Linked DNA regions of Mus musculus: region 1 is linked to region 2. Evidence: chromatin contacts called from public HiChIP or PLAC-seq data. All regions are on one chromosome and are shown on one strand. The core of a region is the stretch at or near the end of the contact, and the rest is flanking DNA. Distances in the headings are between cores, read along the strand shown.

Region 1 (7,534 bases), core at 2,344-4,843, 360 kb before region 2:
AGCTTCCCTAACCATGTCTGGGGTCTTACCTGCCCCTCATATTTTGCGCCACCTGTCTATGGTTACTTTTCTTTTTCTTTTTTTCCTCAAAGATATATTTATTTTATTTTTATGAGTACACTGTAGCTGTCTTCAGACACACCAGAAGATGGCATTGGATCCCAAGACTGCTGGTTGTGAGCCACCATGTGGTTGCTGGGAATTGAACTCAGGACCTCTGGAAGAGCAGCCAGTGCTCTTCACCTCTGAGCCATCTCTCTGGTCCTATGGCTTACTTTTCATTATAGAATTTATCACTAACACGACACATCTTTTGCCCATTTCACTTTTTACTGGTAACTGTTTCTTTCGCAGCAGAAGTTCCTTGAGGCTGTATTTTTCCAGGGTCTTGAGAAGGACTGGGATCTAACAGGTACTCCCAGGAAGTTCTTCTCAAATGGGCGGGCGATGCTAAGAGCCTCGCTCACGCATAAAGTTGCAAGCCCAAGTAAGGACCAGAAAGAGGACACGCCTGCACTTCCAGCTCATAGAAGGCTGGAGTAAGAGGATGCTGCGATTTCGGGGCCAGCCTGGACTACAAAAGTGAGACCCTGTCATATACACCTAAAATGGAGCTATATAAGCTATATAGCTCATTCCATTGAATGCTTGCTTAGCATACATGCCTTTGCCATATTTATGTCTGTGAATTATGGGCAAGGATTGTGGTATACAGACCAAGAAAGTATAAAGAAGCCACGGCGGGGATGGGCGTAGGGCTTGAGGTGTGACTAGGGGGACATAGCTGCTATGAATTGATGTGGGTGTCACTATCCCTATGCGAGGTTATATGAGAAAGTAAGCCAAACAAGCCAGCAAGCATCAGGTCACCAAGGGTTCTGCCTTAGTTCCTGCCTTGAGTTCCTACCCTAATTTGCTTTCATGATAGACCGCAGTCTCAAAACTGAAACAAGCCCCTCCCTCCCCAAAGTTGCTTTGCTCACGGTGTTTATCACAACAATGAAACCACCACTAAGACGCTCTCTCTTTTGATGTGTGGTGTGTGATGTTTGATGTGTGATGTGTGTGTGTGTTTTCAGGTTAATGCAAACAGGCCATCACATGTCCTGCTCAGTCCACCTTCTTTCCTTGAGACAGGGTCTCTCACTGAGCCTGGAGCCAGGATAGCAGCAGCACACCACAGCAGTCTGTCTGTCTCCCCGACCCCCAGTGCTGGGCTTATGGGCACATCCTCAACTGCACCTAGATTCTGCAAGAGTGCTGGGAATTTGAACTCAGACCCTCATGCTTGAGCAACCTCGCTCTTTCCCACAGAGCCATCTCACGTCAGTGGATTAATACACGCACTCCCCAGACCATTGAGGCAGTGGAGTCACCCTCCAGAGGCAAATGAAGAGGCTGAGGCACTAAGAAGTTAATCCTGGGGACTCTGCTGGGGGCAGAGCTGGGGTGCACCTCGGGCTCTGACATCAACTCCGGCGCTTTTACTCCTAACAGAGGCTGAGACTCCCTGCTGCTATGATGCTGTGTGATTTGGCATAGTTCCTTCCCCTCTCTGAGCATTGGCTTTCTCATCTATGAGGTAAGAAGACTGACCATCTCATCCCTCGGGGTCACGGCAGGGTCAGGGTTCAGACAGAAGGACTGGGAAAGCCATTGGACTGGCACCCTTATGGGCTGGCTTCAAACCTAGACTCACAACAGCCCCTCTCAGAAAGACGTTATGCTAACCTTGAGATGGCTTTAAAGATTGCTTTAAAAGGAGACACTAGCGGTGAGTGTGGCAGTGCACACTTTTAACCCCAGCACTCTTTTTTTTTTTTTTTTTTTTTAATTTTTGAGACAGGGTTTCTCTGTATAGCCTTGGCTGTCCTGGAACTCACGCTGTAGTTCAGATTGGCCTCAAACTCAGAAATCCGCCTGCCTCTGCCTCCTGAGTGCTAGGATTAAAGGCGTGTGCCACCACGCCCAGCTAACCCCAGCACTCTTTTTTTTTTTTTAATTTTTAAAGATTTATTTATTTATTTTATGTATATGAGTACACTACAGCTGTCTTCAGACACACCAGAAGAGGGTGTCAGATCTCATTACAGATGGTTGTGAGCCACCATGTGGTTGCTGGGATTTGAACTCAGGAGACCTTTAGAAGAGCAGTCGGTGCTCTTAACCACTGAGCCATCTCTCCAGCCCCCATAACCCCAGCACTCTTGAGGCAGGGATAAGTATATCTCTGTGAGTTTGAGGCCAGCCTGGTCTACATAGCAAGTTCCAGGCTGGCCAGGGCTACAGAGTGAGATCCTGTCTCAATAAAACAACAACAACGACTCCGTCAGCATAAAATGAGACACTCAACTTGTAACTCGCTGGACCACTGCCATCGAGGTGTGAGTGGTGTGCCAGCTGCGTGTGGTGGCTATGCTTGGTTGTCGACTATATCTAGAATGAACTGAAACCCAAGAGATCTTAGACATGGAAGGAAAAAGCGCTTGCTCTTTGCCTGCTGGCCCTCACTCTCACTGGCAAGTTTAGTCCTTCACGGGTGCTAGGACCGGTTCCTTTAGGATTCCAGTGTCTACTGACGGCCAGCTGAGACACCCTGCCTCGCGGACTGAACAACTACGGGATTCTTGGGATTTCCATTGGGAGTTAGTGATTGTTGGGCTAGCTGGGCTAGCCTGTTAGTCACTCTGAAATATTATACATATTCTATCAGTTCTTTCTTTAGAGAACCCTGACTACTGCATTCTGGGAATTCATCTTAACGCATCCCTTAATAACCTTAGGAAGAGGCTGGAGAAATGGCTCAGTGGTTAAGAGCACTGGGTGCTCTCCCAAAGTCAGGACCACATGGTGGTTCACAACCATCTATCACAGGATCGGACGCCCTCTTCTGGCGGGCAGGTGTAATGCAGATAGAGCACTCTGATACATAAAACAAACAAACAAACAAACAAACAAACACCTTGTGAAGCTCCAGGCCCTCGCTTGCTGTGTTTAACCCTCAGTGGAGCCTAACCACTTGCAGTTCCAGTTGGGGTAGCGTCCTACCTCCCCACCTTCTCCAAGATCCCCCTCACAAGGTCCCCCCTCACAGCCCAGGGAACTCACTTTGAAGACCTTCTCGTCGGCAAATCTGATGGCACCAAAGGCCATTGCCTCCATCAGCACCATCACGGTCAGCTGCACCAGGTTGACCTTCCCCAGGACAGCGCCCGCTGAGATCAGCACAGGTAAGGTGCTCATGGTAGCTATCTGGATGCTGAAAAGCGGGATTAGGAGGCAAGTAGGAAGGGGAGGGAGAGAGAGGGAGAGAGAGGATGAGAGGACGAAGAAGAGTTCTCTCTCTTCAGGCCCCGCCCACAGGAACGCTACAGAGGCAGAGTGGGGCTGTCCTGTGCTCCATCAGGGCGGCACCTGTGGTCTGAGTTTTCTTTGCACAAAGACACGATACAGTGATGCTGGGAGTCTCAGAGCCTCTCCTACAAGTCACTGCGACTCAAAGTGGCTTTTTCTTCCTCAGGGACACAGCTGCCTGAATTTCACTGCCACCTCACACTTCCTTTCTGCCGTGGCCACTCAGATGCTCAGTAGAGGGCGCCCGTGTACCTGCTGGCCCACCACCCAAGCGGCTCATTAATCTTACGGAGCATCCGCCAGTAAAATAAGAATGACCTATTGGTTTCCCCGGAGCTGGGCCAGGGGTTAGAAGGAAGACATTGTATATGCATATATAATACAAAAATGATTAGCAATGGCAAGCACTTGAAGAGGAAACTCGTAAATTGGGGCAGGCATTATGAAGACTGTCAAATCCTTCCTCTCCTGGACAAGTGTGCAGGTTTGGTGTTGGGATTCGGGTAGAGAAAAACATTGTTGTTGTTATTTTGTTTTGTTTTGTTTTCAAAGTGATTTTGGTTGGCTTGGGAGACACGGGGCTTCCTGAGACAGCTGTGCCAACTGGGCTTATCAGGGAGGGCCTCCAGGGGGAGGTGGCACTGAGCTTTTCTCTGAAGCCTAGGAATTTAATGAAGCTGGCATCCGGATGCTGTTTAGAGGCTGCGGAGATGTCCAAGGTTAAAGGTCAGCCCTCCATCAGCAGGGATTGCTAGGTCGGCACTACGTTCTCTGTAGTGTACAAGAGGCTAGGGAGTCGGAAGGATGGCTAGTACCTACTGATAACAAACATGAGATTCAGGTCCCAGATCTGAAGCCAGATCTAAAGCCAGAGTCCACTCATCTGCACACAGCCTTCCTAGCAATCACTGTTGTTCATGAGGCTCAAAGGTGTGAGGGGAAGGTAAGAGAAGGACATGGGGAAGAGGTCCTGTGTGGACCAGGAGTGACTCAGTATGTGGGGAATCTCGGTGGTCACTGCGACCAGACAGGCTATTCTTGATGAGTGAGTGCTTACTGCTCTGACAAGCTCAGTACAGAAATCACTGGGCAGTGGGCAGTGTGGGAAGACCCTGACATGGGGTGGTTAAAAAGCCTGATTCAGCCGGGCAGTGGTGGCATGTGTTTTAATCCCAGCACTCCAGAGGCAGAGGTAGGAGGATGTCTGTGAGTTCGAAGCCAGCCTGCTCTACAGAGTGAGTTCCAGAACAGCCAGGGCTACACAACAAATGAAACTCTGTCTTGAAAAAATAAGGGGGGGGGGGGGATTTTAAAAGGCTGACTGAGCAATATCGGGACCTTGGATGACTTCCTGTCTAGGATAGAGACAACACCTGGGGAGTTCCGGTAAGAGCAGAATTCTTGAACACACATCAGACACAACAAGGAAGTTGATCACCGCCTGGACTTTCTAGGGAGTCTTCTGACCCCCCACTACCACATAAAAGTAACAGCATACTTGTAATCTCCACACTCAGAAGGCTGAGGCAGGAGGATCTCTTGTGAGAGGAGACCCTCAACTGAGGAACTGTCTCCATCAGATAGGCCTGTGTGTATGTCCATGGGGCATTTTCTTCCAGGCCCCGCCCACCAGGCCTTCCCTCTCGCTGCCCAGTTGATCCACACTGCTTCTGCTAAGTCATTTGCTGATATTTAGAAGCAGCATCCACCATGCACGAAGGACCAGTAAGCCCCCAGGTCTGAGCAAGTACCACGTGGTCGGCATCCTGTGCCAACTGCTGAGGAACCCAGCCTCCAGGATCAAGTAACAGCTGTGTTCTCTGCTCTCAGGGGTGAGATGTCCGTTATCATTATTTTAATGTAATCTAATTATATATATAATTTTTTTTAAAAAATTTTCCGGGGGCTGGTGAGATGGCTCAGTGGGTAAGAGCACCCGACTGCTCTTCCGAAGGTCCAGAGTTCAAATCCCAGCAACCACATGGTGGCTCACAACCATCTGTAACGAGATCTGGCACCCTCCTCTGGTGTGTCTGAAGACAGCTACAGTGTACTTACAGGTAATAAATAAATCTTTAAAAAAAAAAAAAAAATTTTCCAAGACTGGGTTTCTCTGTGTGGCCCCAGCTGTCCTGGAACTCGATCTGTAGACCAGGTTGGCCTCAAACTCACAGAGATCCACCTACCTAGGGCTCCTGAGTGCTGGGATTAAAGGCATGCATAACCAATAACCAGCCACTGTTTTTTGTCTTTAAAGATAGCGCCTCTCTAGGGCTGGTGAGATGGCTCAGCAATTAAGACCACTGACTGCTCTTCTGAAGGTCCTGAGTTCAAATCTCAGCAACCACATGGTGGCTCACAACCATCTGCAACGAGATCTGATGCCCTCTTCTGTTTTGAAAACAGCTACAGTGTACTTTTTTTGCAAGAATTTTTTAAAGATTTATTTATTTTATGTATATGAGTACACTGTAACTGTACTGATAGTTGTGAGGCATCATGTAGTTGCTGGGAATTTTGAATTCAGGACCTCTGCTAGCTCCAGTGGGCCCCACTCGCTCTGGCTCTAAGTACACTGTAGTTGTCTTCAGACGCACCAGAAGAGGGCATCAGATCTCCTTATGGATGGTTGTGAGCCACCATGTGGTTGTGTGGATTTGAACACAGGACCTTCAGGACCTTCAGAAGAGCAGTCAGTGCTCTTAACCACTGACATCTCTCCAGTCCAAATTTAAATTTACTTTTTGGTTGTTGTTGTTTTTTCAAGAGAAGGTTTCTCTGTGTATCCCTGGCTGTCTTGGAACTCACTTTGTAGACCAGGCTGGTCTCAAACTCAGAAATCCACCTGCCTCTGCCTCCGGAGTGCTGGGATTAAAGGGGTGCACCACCACGCCCGGCTTACAGTCTTCTTATATATAATAAATATATATATTTAAAAAAGAGGGGGGCACCTCTCTGGGTGACACTTCTGTATCCTGTTCTGTTTTGTGTGTGTTTATTCCTTTTCTTCTTTTTCCTACTAACCTCTGTCCATTGTTCACAATGACGATCCAAATCATTAATAAACTAGGGAGACTCCCAGGGTGAGCTATAGCTTCAGATCCCTCGGGTAGCACGGGGTTGGCATACCCATACCCAGGAGGGCCAATTAAATTAGATTTTTGTATAAGCAATGAAAATCTTGTAGAAACAGTATATCCTATTTTGTATGACAGAGAGAGGGGGGTCAAGAGGTCATGAACCTTCCCCCTCAGCATTCAAAGCACCCACGTGACCCAGCTCCTTTCAGTTACCTGGACAGATTGTTGATCTTGTTCCATTGGAGGACCTGGCCCAGGAAATGGTCCAGCAAGATTGTTCCCTGCACCCCGAGGGCCAACATGAAGAGGTTGAAGGCCACACTGCTCCAGCTGTGTCTCCGAAAGGACGAGGACAGGAAGCCGAAGCCCAAGGCTGCCATGAGGGTCAAATTCCGGAGGACTGTGAATGAGGAGGGGTGGAGTGGGTGGGGACAAAGGAAGAAAGGTGAGTCGGACACAGTCGCCATTGGACAGGACATCGGAGGTCATTTAAGAGAGCTGAGCCATATTGCCTCTCTTCTTTGGGCCTCAATTTTCTCATCTGAATAATGGGATAATGACTGCTGCGTACCCAGGGCTGAGGTGAGGGTAGATGAGTGAAAGCTGGTAAAGTGGTTCAGGCAGGTATGAGCGCATAGAAAATGGTCAACCGTGATGAGAAATAAACACTATGGTGTGCGCAAGCGCAGACTCGGGGACCCTGTGTCATTGGCATTCAGAGAAGGTAAAATTGCTCTGGGATTATGGGCAGGGCTCTACCACGGTTCCGGTGTGCCCGAAAAGAGAAGGCAGAGGGGGCTCAGAGTTCCTGTGGCCAGAACCAAGTCATCCTCATAAGAAGCAGCTTGGAAAGAAATTATAAAACAGAGCCGGGCATGGCGGCGCACACCTTTAATCCCGATTTCCGAGTTCGAAGCCAGCCTGGTCTACAAAGTGAGTTCCAGGACAGCCAGGACTACACAGAGAAACCCTGTCTCAAAAAAAAAAAAAAAAAAATATATATATATATATATATATATATATATAAAACAAAAGAAGGGGCTGGAGAGATGGCTCAGTGGTTAAGAGCACTGATTGTTCTTCCGAAGGTCCTGAGTTCA
Region 2 (7,687 bases), core at 1,370-3,869:
CTCAAATGGTTAAAACAAGATTATACATTTAAAAGCAGATTTTTTGCCAGGTATAGTGGCACACATTTCTAACCCCAGCACTGGAAAGGCAGAAGCAGGTGACTCTCTCCAAATTCAAGGTCAGACTGGTCTACATAGTAAGTTCTAGGCCAACCCTGGCTACATACAAACCAAACATTTAAACACAGGAGCAGTGCACTGGGGAGATAGCCCAGTTGGTAAGAGCACTAGCTGTTCTTCCAGAGGACCTGCACACACATGGCAGTCACTACCATCTGTTGCCCCAGTTCCAGGGGATCCACCAGCACCAGGCATACATGTGGTACACAGACATACAGGCTAGCAAACATTTATACACCTAAAAGTTAAAATTAAAAAACAGAAATAGCTGACCCCATGAAAACCCAAAATACCATGAACAGCAGGCAGTTAAGAACTGGGGGCAGAGAGGAGACCATGGCAGGCTTCCCTAGCCTGCTACTGGAAGTACTTTCCAGGTCAGTATGCACCCAAGATGAGCACTGCAGTCTATCAACTAAGTCACTGTAGGACTGTTTTTTTTTTTTTTAAAGATTTATTTATTTATTATACGTAAGTACACTGTAGCTGTCTTCAGACACTCCAGAAGAGGGAGTCAGATCTTGTTACAGATGGTTGTGAGCCACCATGTGGTTGCTGGGATTTGAACTCCTGACCTTTGGAAGAGCAGTCGGATGCTCCTACCCACTGAGCCATCTCACCAGCCCCCTGTAGGACTTTTTTTGTTTGTTTGTTTTTCTTTTCTTTTTGTTTCTTCATTTTTTCTAGACAGGGTCTCTCTTTGTAGCCCTTGCTGTCCGGCACTCACTCTACCAACTCTTTCCGTAAGAGAGAAGTCCTTATTGCTTCACCTTGACTTTGAGTTTGGGAGAAATCCTGTTACTATCTTGACCCATAATCTGGATCCCCAAACTAGAATGCAAAGGACTTCTGCCTTGCTCCCTAGAAACACTCACTCTTGGAACCTACCCAACACATTGTAAGAGGCCCACGCTGGCATATGGTCTTTCAATTTGATGGGAACACATGTTAAATGTGTGAAATATTGTGAATGATATTTGAGTATCTATATATGCAAGCTACTGAAATGCAAACAAACAAAATGCTCAGCGAGCTAGAGGTCAGTCTGCATTGGGGGGGGGAGGGGTTCTTTGCTGGTTGGGGGGGGGGGCATGATTATAAGCCCAAGGCAAGAAAACAGAGACGAAAACACTGGGCCAACCCCGGTTCCATGAGTCCAGGACATTATCCAAACAAGTTTTCCTTGGAGAGTTTCAACTGGTGGGTTAAGGCAAGCAGATCTGAGTTCTAGGAGATCACAGAGTTAGGACCCAGTCAATGTCAGGTAGGAAGATAAGCAAAGCCAGCCAGCCAGGCTGCATCTAGCTGTCCCACAGGACGTGGGCACCAGCAAACAGCTGTATAAAGCAGGTAATTGGATTGACCACACTGAGGAGCTGTGGGGTTCTAGATTAGGGTACAAAATTGGAAACTTATATAGTCAATGGCCTCCACTTCTGGCATTAGAAAATGTAACTTCTGACTAAAATGGATGCCAGGAGGTCACAAAGCATAAGAATGGACAACAGTCTTTGCCAGGCTACAGGTGTGCATCCCTCGAGTGCGGTTATCTTCGTTCGCCACTGCTGTTAAGCCTTTCCACCTAGTGAACTAAGCTTTCCCTCTCTCTTAGAAAGAAAGGAGGTAGTAACAGCAAGGAGAGTGCTAAACACGTCAGCAGCCACTTTCCTGGAGATCTCCAGCCTATTTTTACCCAAAAAAGCTCAAAGTCCTCCCACTCATCCCTCAGAGAGGAAGAGTAAGGCGCTGCAACAGGATGTACCTGATCAGCAAGGCTGGCCGGTTGTTCACTCGGCAGATAACTATTTACTGAGTACAACTGCTAAAGACTCCTGCTGGCCTTTCACGCTAATGAACAACAAAATAGACAGGTTAAATACAGAGCATATTGCATGCTGGACGGACCATGCTACAGTGAAAGATGAAGCAAGGGAGAGATGGCGACGAGCGCGTGGGGCAGGGACAGAGGCTAAGGAAGAACTCACTGATAAAACTGGGATCCGAACAAGCGCAGAATGGTGCGCGTGGCTCTACTCCACCCACTCAGGAGCAGACAAGTGCTAAAGCACCAGGCCAAGGGACCCAGGAGCAGCAGGGTCGGTGTGGCTGGAGCAGAGCGAGGTCGAGCAGCGAAAGAGCCAATGCCTGTCCAATCAGTGCCCGTGAGACTGAAGGAGCTTCTGGCCATTATGAGGAGACAGAGACAATTCAACTAAGCCAAGGGTTATCCTGGCCCTGGGAGAGACACGGTAAGAAATGCGACTCTAGACTAGGCATTGAGGCACTCTCATAAGCCCAATGCGGGGGAGACCTTAGTTGGGGAGAGGGGAGGCAGAGCCGAGGACACGGAGGTGGTAGAGGACCTGAATGCCCTCCAAGAGGCTTAGATACAGGGAGGCCTTCTGTTCAACCCAAGGACAAACTGACAGGATGGAGAGGGAAGAATGGAGGAAAGAATTCTAAATATAGCAGCAAGCCCAGCAGAGAATGTGCTGACGGCATGAATGCTAACAGAGCTGCGGAGGATCAGGACAGCAGTCAGTGCTCCACCTCACTGGCCTAGAAACCAGCGATGACTCAGCCAGGGTTTCTGGGATGTTCCTGATCACGCCCTTTCTTTAATTATAATGACATTTAAATGTAACACAATGAAGGTGGCAAACATATCACCTTAAATTTGTGTCACCTCCCTAATGTGTAGGAAAATATATTTCCTAGGGGCTCCCAAGGATGCCAGCACACACACACAGATGTGCATATCTGCATATGAAGTAAAAATGATTTAAAAGTCAGAGAGAGTAGTGGTAGCAGGATTGCCTGGCACGTGCCAGGCCCTAGATTCAATCCCCAGTACTGGGGCAAGGGCGCAGTGGCAGGTTTTTCAATGTTTTGTGTTTTTTTTTTTAATACAGGAAGCATAGTTAAAAGATAAAACTTGGGGCTGGAAAGATGGCTCATCGGTTAAGGGCACTGACTGCTCTTCCAGAGGTCCTGAGTTCAATTCCCAGCAACCACATGGTGGCTCACAACCATCTGTAATGGGGATCTAATGCTCTCTATATGCTGGTGTGTCTGAAGACAGCTACAGTGTACTCATATACGTAAAATAAATAAATAGATCTTCAAAAAAAAAGATAAAACTTGAAAGTTACATAAGTGAAATAGTCTTTTCAAACAGTCATAGAACGTGGGGGGCTTCTGTGGAAGGTGCGTAGCCATAACCCCAAGAGTGAGAGAACTCCCTTTAACAATGCTCTGTTTCAGTTTTCTACGGCAGCTCTAGTCTAAGGCATTAGTGGAAACTACAGAAATACACAAGGTAAGCTGTAATCTGTCACTGACTACTGCAGTGGGTTTCTACACGGTATATTGTTATTAGTTTCTATTATTGTTCTTTATAAGGTAAAACTTCAGGGCTGGGGATGTACTTCAGTTGGTGGAGTGCTTATCTGGCATTCACAAAGCTCTGATTTTGAGCTCTAGCACATTATAACATTGGGCAGAATGGCCATGCCTAAAATCCAGCCCCAGAAGACAGAGATGGAAAATCAGAAGCTCAGCTCATCCTGGCCTACATGGGAGCTCAAGGACAACCTGCAATGCACAAGGCTCTGGCTTTTTGGGGGGAGGAGGGAAGTTCAAGACAGGGTTTCTCTGTGTAGCTCTGACTGTCCTGGAACTCATTCTGTCGACCAGGCTGGCCTCGAACTCAGAGATTTGCCTGCCTCTGACTCCTAAGGGCTGGGATTAAAGGCCTGCACCACCACTGCCTGGCTGAGACCCTGTCTTAATAAGGGCTACAGAGATGACTCAGCAGTCAAGAGCACTTGTAGTCCAGAGAACCGGAGCACTTCACAATTGCCTCTGACGCCACTCCAGAGGATCTCTGGCCTCAAGGCACCTGCATCAACGTACACAAACTTCAACACAGACCCGCACACCCGTACAGAACTAGAAATAGATCTTGCCCTTAGGTGGCATACACTCTGAATTCAAATACTTGGGAGAGGCCAGCCTGATCTACACAATGAGTTCCAGGACACCCAAGGCTATAGGGAGACACTGCTTCAAAATTAAAAAATTATAAAATAAAAACCTTAATAAATGCTGTACATAGTGGTACATGCCTTTAATCTCAGCACTCAGGAAGAACAGACAAGTGAGTTCAAGGTCAACCTGTTCTACATTGTGAGTTCCAGGACAGCCAGAGCTGTGTAGAGAGATACTCTCTCAAAAAACAACAAACAAACAAAACAAAAAAATCTTAATACAAATTTATCATAGGTTTCTATCTATGGGAAAAATACAGAATATATAGGGTTCAGTACTGAGGTTTCAAACACCCACTAGATTAGGGGGACACTACTTTACTTATATAGACATCTTGAAGGATATCAATGTGTTAACTGTAACTACCACCAATGAGGCCTATTGTCTTTAAGATAATTCAGTACTATCTGTTTGGTTTTATTTTTATAAGCATGTATGAAAATGAGAGTCTATCATGTGGCCCAGTGGCTTTGAACTCTTGATTTTCCTGTCTCCATTTCCTAAACGCTGGGGTTACAGGCTTGTGCTACCACGCCTGGTTAAATAGTTCTTAAATCATAAAAAAGAAGATACCCACTATCTACTGCACCAAAACCTATGTAGTGAGGCCAGTGCTGTACGCTCGTGGCAGTGAGAACAGGTAAGACAGGAACTCGCTCTCATTAGAGGCCAACTATATGCCACCCCCATTCTCTCCAAAGTAACAGTTTTATGAAAGGACCAAGAGGGGGGAAGACAGGTTTTCCAAAGCACTGGCCAGTAGCTATGCCGTGTGCCTCTCTGATGGCTACTCTAGAAGAGGCAGGTTTCTACAGTCTGCCAGTCACTGTAGTGCTCCTGTCTGGTATTTGAAGTGTTTTATGAGAATATAGTTAAGAAAGTACACATTCACCAAGTGCGTGGATTTTTTTTCCCTCAGCCCAGCAAACAACGCAGGCAGCAAAAACCAGCTAAACATGCTCTGACTCAATGCACTGTGACACCATTACTCAGAGAGGTCAGGCCCCACAGGTTAGAGGCACTGTCCCCTTGAGATGCCAATCACAAGCCCAGGGCTGTGAGACCTGTGCTATCATTCCGGTCCACAGACCACTGTAATCGGCTCTCGGAGGCTCCAAGAGCCCAGAGAAACACTCGCATTTGTCGTTTCCTTTAAATACTACATACGCCCTGTCATCTCCGCAGGAAGGTCAAAGAAAATTCAAGGCCAGCCTGGTCTACATGGTGAGCACCAGGCCAGGCTGGGTTTGTGGTGATTTTGTTGCTGTTCCTCCCCAAGGCAGCCTCCCTGTATAGTCCAAGCTGACCTGAACTCAGCCATACCAAGATGGCCTCAAACATGGAATCCTCCTGCCTCTGGCTTCTGAGTCCCATGCCATCAGCTCAGTAGCTGTTTTAAATAGCAAAAGATGGAAGACAACTTTTCATTAATTAGGGACTACAGACACGTCAGACAGACAGACACACACACACCCCTCTGCTATGGACTGAACTGTGTTACATGGAGTTCACATACTGAAACAGTACCTCCCGGTGAGATGGTATGTAGAGATGGAGACTTGGGAAGTAGTTAGTATTGGATGAGGTTGAGGGAGCCTCTAATGACACTAGAGAGCCTGCTGTTTCTCCTCCTCCACACGTGCACCCACACAGGCATCACAATGCCACCCCAGCACATTGTTTGCAAGCTAGGAGAATCCTCGCCAAAACAGGAATATGACAACACTCTGATCCCGAGGCGAGCAGTCCTCAGAGCTAAGAAAACCAGTTCTGAGGTTTTTTGTTTTAAAAGATTTACTTATTTATTTTATGTATATGTACACTGTAGCTGTCTTCAGACACACCAGAAGAGGGCATCAGATCCCATTACAGATGGTTGTGAGTCACCATGTGGTTACTGGGATTTGAACTCAGGACCTCGAAGAGCAGCTGGTGCTCTTAACCGCTGAGCCATCTCTCCAGCCCCAATTCTGTTGTTTAAGCCATCTAGTCTATGGTATCTCATTACGGCAGCCTGAGCCAACTACGGTAATATTACAATGAACGACATTCTATACATGTCCCTGAATTACAAAGGCATGAAGGCAACTCTAGGAAAACCCGATTCACGAGGCAAGAATTAAAAACCCAAGCTTCAGGCTGGAGCCATGGCTCAGTGGTTAAGAAAGCTTGCTGCCCATATAGAGGAGCCAAGTTCAGTTCCCAGTGTGGGACCCCGACTTAGAGCGTTTCTCCCTGGAAGGTAAAGCCCCTAAATGTTCCCCAAGCTTGTTTTCCCTGATCTCTAAAAACACAGCCAGAAAGAAGCTCTTTGTTCTCTATAGCCAGCAAAAAGCCTTTTTGTTTCTATACTTTACAACCAGAGATGCCTGCCTTCCTGTGCGGAGGACTCGGGAGATAAAAATTCAGAAAGAACTCACTCCCCACTCCTGCCTTGTAAATTTCACCAAGGACACCCGGAAGAGAAGAACTCCTCCCAACTCCTCCCAACTCCTCCCAACTCCTCAGCTAGTTGTTAAAAGCCCCCTGCTGTCCGCTCCGGTGCCCTGCACAGCGTTGGGACTTCGTCCTCAGCTAGCTGATGATAAAACCTCTTGCGGTTTGCCTCGGGTGTGGTTTTCTCTCGGTCACTGGGGTGCTGGCCAGCTCATCCCGGGACTTGAGCGGAGGTCCAGCATGGGGGTCTTACACCAGTGCTCGTATCACACAGCTCACAAGTGCGTGCAACTACTGCCCCCTCCAAAGTCACCGACACAGACATCCGTGGGGACAGGGTAGGTGGGGACAGCCTGGAGAGACAGCTTAGTGGTTAAGAGCGCACAGGACTCTTCCTGAGGACCCGAGTTCGATTCCCAGCACCATATCAGGTGGCTTACCACTACCTGTAACCCCAGCTTCAGGGAGGGTCTCTCACACCTCTGACCTCCGTGGGCACCTGTACTCCTGTACATATCACACACACACAATGATATCATTAAAATAATTTAAAAAACCTAAATATACACAAATTGCCAGTGTATAGCATGCAACTATTTGTAAATAGGAAAAAGATGCATTTGTGTGTGTGTGTGTGTGTGTGTGTTAATTACAGGCAAAGCCAGGAGTATATCTCACAGACTATATGTTTACATTTCAGAACACATCGATTTATTACCTATTCCGAAAATGTTCTTTTTTTTGGTTTGGTTTTTTTGTTTGTTTGTTTGTTTGTTTGTTTGTTTTTGTTGTTCTCGAGACAGGGTTTCTCTGTATAGCTCTGGCTGTCCTGGAACTCACTTTGTAGACCAGGCTGACCTCAAACTCAGAAATCTGCCTGCCTCTGCCTCCCGAGTGCTGGGATTAAAGGCGTGCGACACCACGCCCGGCTCCAAAAATGTTAAGAGGAAAAAAATGTGAAAGTTTGTTACCCTCAAAAAATTACTTCAGCCAGGCAATGGTGGCCTTTAATCTCAGCACTTGGGAAGCAGAAGCAGGTGGCTCTCTGAGCTCAGGGACAGCCAGGACTACACAGAGAAAC

Evidence for each region. HiChIP or PLAC-seq counts read pairs in DNA pulled down with a chosen protein or histone mark.
Region 1: a contact with region 2 is called in an H3K4me3 HiChIP or PLAC-seq map of bone marrow-derived macrophages, with 4 times the contacts expected there. The contact joins two enhancer-like sites. A contact is called at or near these places in 1 of 484 Hi-C or Micro-C datasets (nephron progenitors), 5 of 115 datasets of contacts at active chromatin or transcription factors (bone marrow-derived macrophages, cardiomyocytes, embryonic basal ganglia and 2 more) and 1 of 9 other capture datasets (pancreatic islet).

Annotation. Positions count from the first base shown.
Region 1 is chr4:134,875,615-134,883,148 of GRCm38.p6, reverse strand. Rhd (Rh blood group, D antigen) reads right to left here. Exons shown (of 10, transcript NM_011270.3): 2 at 6,648-6,834; 3 at 3,109-3,259. Among named protein-coding and RNA genes, the nearest start is that of Rhd, 15 kb to the right of the region's middle. Within about 2 kb of position 3,593, at least 43 of the 459 cell types and tissues checked have an H3K27ac peak or open chromatin away from gene starts, as enhancers often do. A contact at or near this core is called in bone marrow-derived macrophages and pancreatic islet, where this site is marked.
Region 2 is chr4:134,512,068-134,519,754 of GRCm38.p6, reverse strand. The region is part of intron 1 of Aunip (aurora kinase A and ninein interacting protein); the gene reads right to left. Among named protein-coding and RNA genes, the nearest start is that of Aunip, 4.9 kb to the right of the region's middle. Within about 2 kb of position 2,619, at least 94 of the 459 cell types and tissues checked have an H3K27ac peak or open chromatin away from gene starts, as enhancers often do. A contact at or near this core is called in bone marrow-derived macrophages and pancreatic islet, where this site is marked.